Regions from separate parts of the Mus musculus genome. Here region 1 is linked to region 2. A link is a contact called in public promoter capture Hi-C data. All regions are on one chromosome and are shown on one strand. The core of a region is the stretch at or near the end of the contact, and the rest is flanking DNA. Distances in the headings are between cores, read along the strand shown.

Region 1 (3,196 bases), core at 362-2,861, 130 kb after region 2:
ATATTTGCAACTTAAAATGGTCTACATCATCATCATCTTCTTCATCATTGGTTTTTCAAGACAAGGTTTCTCTATGTAGCCCTGGCTGTCCTGGAACTTGCTCTTGTACATCAGGCTGGTCTCAAACTCAGAGATCCACCTGCCTCTGCCTCCCAAGTGCTGAGACTAGAGGCCTGCACCACCACCGCTGCTGGACCCAAAATTTTCTAATGCATTATTAGAAATTTTTATTTTTAATATTATTTAATATTTTTGATAATAAAACATTTTAATGTTTTTATTTTTAAAGATACAAAATGACATCTATCTAAAGTTAATTTAAATAATTATTTTATCCAACCTATTGAGTTAAAAATATTATGATGATAACATGTAGTCAACACTAGGATGTTACTATTTTAAAATAATTCTATTTTTAAAATTGTATTCCTTCTTTGTGCATACATATATGCTATATACATGTGTGTGTGCATGCATTTGTATGTGCAGGTGAGTGTGTATAGTGTATGCATGTGTATGCATGTGGTGTATGCATGTAGGAGTGGGGTAGTATGCTCACATGCACATGCGCATGGGCATGTGAAGGCCTGAGGTCTCTAGCATTCCCACCATGTGTTTTTTTTGTTGTTGTTGTTTTGGTTTGGTTTGGTTTGGTTTTTTCGAGACAGGGTTTCTCTGTGTAGCCTCGGCTGTCCTGGAACTCACTCTGTAGACCAGGCTGGCCTCGAACTCAGAAATCCGCCTGCCTCTGCCTCCCAAGTGTTGGGATTAAAGGCGTGCTTCACCACGCCCCCCACCATGTGTTTTGAGACATGGCCTCTCACTGTATTCTTGCCGTAAGCTTGCTGATTTTCAGCTAGACTGGCTGGCCAAGGGCCCCAGGGACTTGTCTGTCTCATTTCCCCACAGAGCTGAGGTCACAGATGTCTGCCACCATGCCAAGTTTACACAGGGATGCTGGGGATCCAAGGCTGGATCCTTAAGCCTGAGCACCAACCACTTTACCTACTGAACCACCTCCCCAGCCCTGGGAGGCTAGCAATGGGAGACTTTACGTTTTTCTGTAATCTTTAGAATCTGCTCTCTTTCTCTCTCATTTCGTGTACATCAGTGATTTGCCTACATGTACATCTGTGTTAGGGTGTCGGATCCTCTGGAACTGGAGTTAGAGACATGTGGGTGCCGGGAATTGAACCAGGCTCCCCTGGAAGAGCAACCAGTGCTCTTGACTGCTGAGCCATCTCTCCAGCCTGAATCTAGTATCTCTAATGGCCTCCTCAATTCAGAGGAGTGCTCAGCAGGCACATATAGCTAGTGACTTCAACATGGAACCGTGCAGCGCTCTCTCGCTCCGTCTCCCTTTCTCTCTCTCCCTCTCTCTCATTTTTTTTTAAATGCTTACAAAATTCATGCTAAAAAGTTTGTAAGAGTTTGGTAACAAAAAGCTAAATTGTTAGTGGTTTTGTTTTTGTTTTTGTTTTTTTTAAGTAGATTTAGCTGGGGGGAGAACGTCCGTAGAAAACTTAACTGCACTGTTAGGCAGCAGTGGCTGAAAGACAAACTCTGGGAACTTGGAGCCCAGAACACAACACTGCCTCCTAGGCTAGGTGACCTTTCACAAGCTGTGGAACTTTCCAAGTGCCCAGGCTGTTCTGTTCTCCCCTCTGTGGGATTTCACTGTTAGGAATGCTGAGGAGGGCCATTGATTTGTTGCTACAGAATGTTTTTAAAATAGAAAACCCCGTATCTGACCAAGCCATTGGAGAAACAGTTTGTGAACTGATAGATGACCCTGGATAGCAGTTTTGTAATACTTCTGACACTGCTGTCCCTGCGATGCCACCAGGAGATTCGCAAAGTGAGTGTTATTTCAGGGTGGCATTTCCCAGCAGGGCAGCCAGAACACGAAGCGTTTCTATGACAGCATCCACAGCTGAGGCCAACTGTGGCTTACAACACTTGAGGAGCCTCAGAGTCCCAAGCTGGGCTCAGTGAGTTTGTCCAGCTCTTTGGCTGGTTTTGTTCTCCCATTTCTTTTAACTCTGAGGCTCATTACTGATCTAGCAAAGACATTTCTTTTACATATTAGCTTATAAGTTATAGAGAAGAAAGGTCTCCCAGCTAGTTTTTAAATGCACTGAAAACTAACCAGAACACAGCCAAATAGGAAAACAAAGCAGCCCAAATCTTCGATTATGGGTTCTGAACATCATGACAACTTTTCATTTTTCAAGTGTCTGGAAATCAGTCGTTTTATAACAGAGTTAAATATAGACTGTGTTAGGGTGTTTGCACAGAGGAAAAGAATTGATTTCAGTCCTGCAAAGTCAGTAACTGCCAAGCCCTTACGTCATAACTGGCTGCGTGCGAGCTTTCCTCTCATGCCACTTGTGTTTGTGGATTTTGAACATTACCTGTTTCTCTGATAGATAAATAATATCTGTAGGTCAGCTGGTGCTTGCCTTTGATCCCAGGACTTGGGAAACATTGGCAGGTGGATATTTATGAGTTTGAGGCCAGCTTCATCTACATAGTACGTTCCAGGGCAACCAGGGCTACATAGTGAGACACTCTGTCTCAATAATAATAATAATAGTTGTTATTTATTTTATATATTAATTTGTTACTTGTTATATATTTATTATAAAATTGTTATTGTGTATTGAATTTGGTGGTTTTGAGATGGTCTTATTTAGTTCAGTATGGCCTTATGATCAATATATCTCTGAGGTTGATCTTGAACTCCTGATCCTCCTGCCTAGTCTGTCAAGTCCTGGGATTGTGGGTGTGTGCTACCATGCCTAGCTCAGATTTTCAGAACTGAATATCTTTTTGTTTTGTTTTGTTTTTTAGAACAGTGTGTTTTCATTCACAAAATTTCTCCGTCTGACTTTGGATAATGCTTTTTAAAGAATAAATTTCTAAGAGGGATCAAAACGTACAATCACTTCTATGTCTCTTTAAATTCCCTTTCAAATGTTTTTTTGTTCTCATAGAATTATGCCAACTTCATTTTGGCAGCAATGTGTGTGATATTTCACTTTCCACAAGATTGTCAGTGTCGCAGTTTTCATTTTAGGTGAAGCTAGGGGTCGAACGCACGGTCCTGTGCACAAACTGCATCCCTACCCCTTCGCGTGCTAAGGACTGTGTTTGTCAGTTCAGGTGAACCTCTCACTGGATCAACTGTCTGAAG
Region 2 (3,384 bases), core at 406-2,905:
CTCAGCCTTGCATGAAGTGCCACATCTGGCTGCTATTCCTTTCCTGATGTTTATTGGTTTGCTACAAATGAAACAGTAAGGGAGGAGCCTACAGAAGCTCTGTGTGCATCCTCCTCCCTGAGTCTCAGCCAGCTTGAAAAGTCATCGTTTTACACAACTAAATAGATAACAAGCAGTGGTGTGATGATGTTATTCTAAGTCTTCAACTTTACCTCTGTTCCTCAGTGCAGTGGGGGATCAGTTTCTCTAGATAGAGCTGAAAGTTGCATCCCTCCAGACTCTTGTCCTTGCTGGTGACCATGCCACTCCTGGGGTACTTCACCTCCTTAACATTCCAAGGGCTCTGGGAGCCTGGTTCTGTAAACCCACAGCAAAGATATGTCTTTTTGGATTCTATACATAGGGGAAGAAAAAGCAGGAGTCCACTAAACAGTGAGGGGTATGGAGCCCTGGGGAGCGAGGTTTGGCGGCTGGTGGTTGGCCTGTCCAGGTTACCTGAGGTTATACTAGTGGGTATATAGTCTGTCTGTCATCACCAGAGAATGTGCTAAGGAGAGGCCAGGCCTGAGAGCTAGAGTTCTTTGCAGGCATCTGCACTTGGTCTGAGTTGATGGCTCTTGTGTGGGGTGTATGGTCAGCGAGTCGCCCACAGAACAATCCACACCTCAGCTTTTTCATAAACTGGGTCACTCTGTGTTTCTCTGCTAATATAGAATGTGCTTTGAAGTAGAGTCCAGATTTCATAATTGTTTGAATTCTTTAGAAGGAACGAAGTTTATCCACTCCAAATTCCTTTTGCTTTAAGTGCCATCTCTCTGCATTTCTGGCCTGTGGCCGTGTCTCTTACACCGTAGTCTAGCTTTGTAGACCATTTCTGAAATCAAGTATTAATAAGCTATCGTTAGACAAGATTTGTTGTTTTAAAACTCTGTTGCTAGAGTGGACATGGTAATGCGCACCTTCAACCTCAACATTCAGGAGGTTAGGGACAGGGGGATCTCTGTAAATTTGAGGCCAGTATGGTCTACATAGTAAGTTCCAGGGCTGCCAGAGCTTCATAATAGAGATCTTGTCTCTGAAAGAACAACAACAACAACAACAACACACACACACACACACACACACACACACATACTCATGTGCATGCACACATACTAAATGCTGTTCCTCCCTTTAGCTTTATGGGCCCTACATCTCTATGGAATTATTTATTTTTGAGACAGGGTCATGCTCCCTAGCCCAGGAAAGCCATAACTTTGTTATTGTCCTGCCTCAGCTCTCAGAGTACTGGTGTTCCAGGTGTGTGCTATCTACCCTGTGTTTCTCCCTCCTCCCTCCCTCCCTCCCTTTCTTTACCTTACCACTGAACTATATCCCCATTCCTTTATTCATGTACCTTTTCTTAAGCACTGTTCCTGCCCTCCCTTTCTGCCATAGTGTTGGACACCAACGATAGATTCCTGAGGAAGATCACAATTGGACAGTCTCCAACAGAGAAAGGCCACACACGCACGGTAACTGTTCATCTCCAGTAATTGCTCCATGGGAACTAGCTCTCGCTGCCTCCATCCTCCTCCATCGCCTCCCTACGACCACACCGGCAGGTGTTGTTCTGCCTTCTCCCTTTTAAAATGGAAGTGAGTAGGTGTGGCACGGAGCGCTCCTGACAGCTTGTGCAATAAATCCATGTGTCACCTGTGTGGTTTTCCCCAGCATTCTCTCCTGGAGGTGGAGAACCCCGAGTGAATATTCTTGCATATAAATTAATTAAAATTGTTTCTCTTCTGTGGCCATTTGACTGTATATATCCTCAGTGTAAGAGTACCTGTTTTGTCCCCTTTGTGTTAGGGAAACTAACCAATATTCCAAGCTGCTTTCTCAGAGATAAAATGATAGCTCACTGGCCATGCTACAGCTTTTTATTTTTAAGGGTGATCTTATGCAGCTCAGACTGGCCTCAAGCTTATTATAGCCGAGGGTGACTTTGAACTCTGCTCCTCCATGAGCTGGGATTATAAGCGTGTACGACCTCACCTGTTATCTGAGGTGCTGGGGATCAGGTGTTCAGGGCTTTGTGCATGCTGGGCAAGTGCTCTGCCCCAATGCTACAATCCCTAGAACACTGACTTTTAAGAAAAAATGATTATTCAAGGCCTCTGAACAATTATAAATTTCTCAACTGTTGGAAGATTACTTAGTTATTTCTAATCCATCCTTGTTAGCTATTTGTCTGAGCCAAAAGAGATGCCTCTGATATTCCTCCTCCTGGTTTGACACAAAGGGTCTTCTTTATCTCTCTGCCCACAGGCCCAGTTTGATATCTCTGTGGCCAGTGAGATCATGGCAGTCCTGGCCCTCACGAGCTCTCTGGAAGACATGAGAGAGAGACTGGGCAGAATGGTGGTAGCGTCCAGTAAGAAAGGGGAGCCTATCAGTTGCGAAGACCTGGTGAGTGACAGGCAGGGAGGGTCTAGCATCCCGGGGTCTTTCAGTGATTGTTAAAAGCAGAGATTATGCTCTGCTCAAAATGATGCAATTAACTGATTGACTGATTGCAAAAGTTATGAAATTTATATTTTTAGACGTTCTTCATAGCGAATGATGGTAGTAGTGTTGGGCTCTTATGACAGGCCACAAGTGCCAGGTGACTTGAATGATGCTTTCTTCCTGCAAGTGTCTTCCTGAGCAAGCCCTGACTACAGATCATGTGACCATCTAGAGTCCCCCCCCAAGTGTTTGCCTCCCCATGACACTTGGTTTAGAAGGACTCAATGGCCAGTTTGGCCAATAGTCTTCTAACTGAGTCTCTCTCTCATTTGCTTGTTTAGTGTTTTGCTGTTGTTGTCTCTTTAGACAGGGTCTCTCTATGTCTGGCTGTCCTGGAACGCTATGTATATATGTATATCTGGCTATGTATACTAGGCTGGCCTGAATGTCACAGAGTTCCACTCTGCCTCCCAAGTACTGAAATTAAAAGTGTCTGCCACTATGCCCATATAGTCCAGGCTATCCCCAAATCAATAGCCATCTAGTTTAGCCCCACCCACCCCCGAGTTCTGAGATTATAATGATGGTTCTCAATCCTCCTAATGCTACAGCCCTTTGATACAGTTGCTTTCATTGCGGTGGCCCCCAACCATAAAATGATTTTTGTTGCTATTTTATAACTGTAATTTTGTTACTGTTATGAATCATATTTTTTAGAGATTGAGGTTCGCCAAGGGGTCATAACGTTCAGGTTGAGAACTAACAGATCATAAGCATGTGCCACCTCACCTGCTTTAGATCAAAATGTAAACGACTCTTTGTATCAACACATACCAGTAGAGCTGGCGTGATGGCAGACAAATTTTTAAAAAGGGAGGAAAATATTAACTTTGTTTT

The links. Promoter capture Hi-C pulls out the DNA fragments that hold promoters and counts their contacts.
Region 1: a promoter capture Hi-C map of hippocampal neurons shows a contact between it and region 2, with 2.5 times the contacts expected there. The contact joins two enhancer-like sites. A contact is called at or near these places in 10 of 39 promoter capture datasets (the 3T3-L1 cell line, the C10 cell line, cranial neural crest and 6 more), 1 of 15 datasets of contacts at CTCF or cohesin (the NIH/3T3 cell line) and 3 of 9 other capture datasets (adipose tissue, liver and pancreatic islet).

What each region holds. Positions count from the first base shown.
Region 1 is chr12:76,429,285-76,432,480 of GRCm38.p6, forward strand. The region is part of intron 6 of Ppp1r36 (protein phosphatase 1, regulatory subunit 36); the gene reads left to right. Among named protein-coding and RNA genes, the nearest start is that of Ppp1r36, 13 kb to the left of the region's middle. Within about 2 kb of position 1,612, at least 16 of the 459 cell types and tissues checked have an H3K27ac peak or open chromatin away from gene starts, as enhancers often do. A contact at or near this core is called in hippocampal neurons, where this site is marked.
Region 2 is chr12:76,298,951-76,302,334 of GRCm38.p6, forward strand. It overlaps Mthfd1 (methylenetetrahydrofolate dehydrogenase (NADP+ dependent), methenyltetrahydrofolate cyclohydrolase, formyltetrahydrofolate synthase), which reads left to right. Exons shown (of 28, transcript NM_138745.2): 17 at 1,438-1,514; 18 at 2,308-2,448. Among named protein-coding and RNA genes, the nearest start is that of Gm40443, 23 kb to the right of the region's middle. Within about 2 kb of position 1,656, at least 9 of the 459 cell types and tissues checked have an H3K27ac peak or open chromatin away from gene starts, as enhancers often do. A contact at or near this core is called in hippocampal neurons, where this site is marked.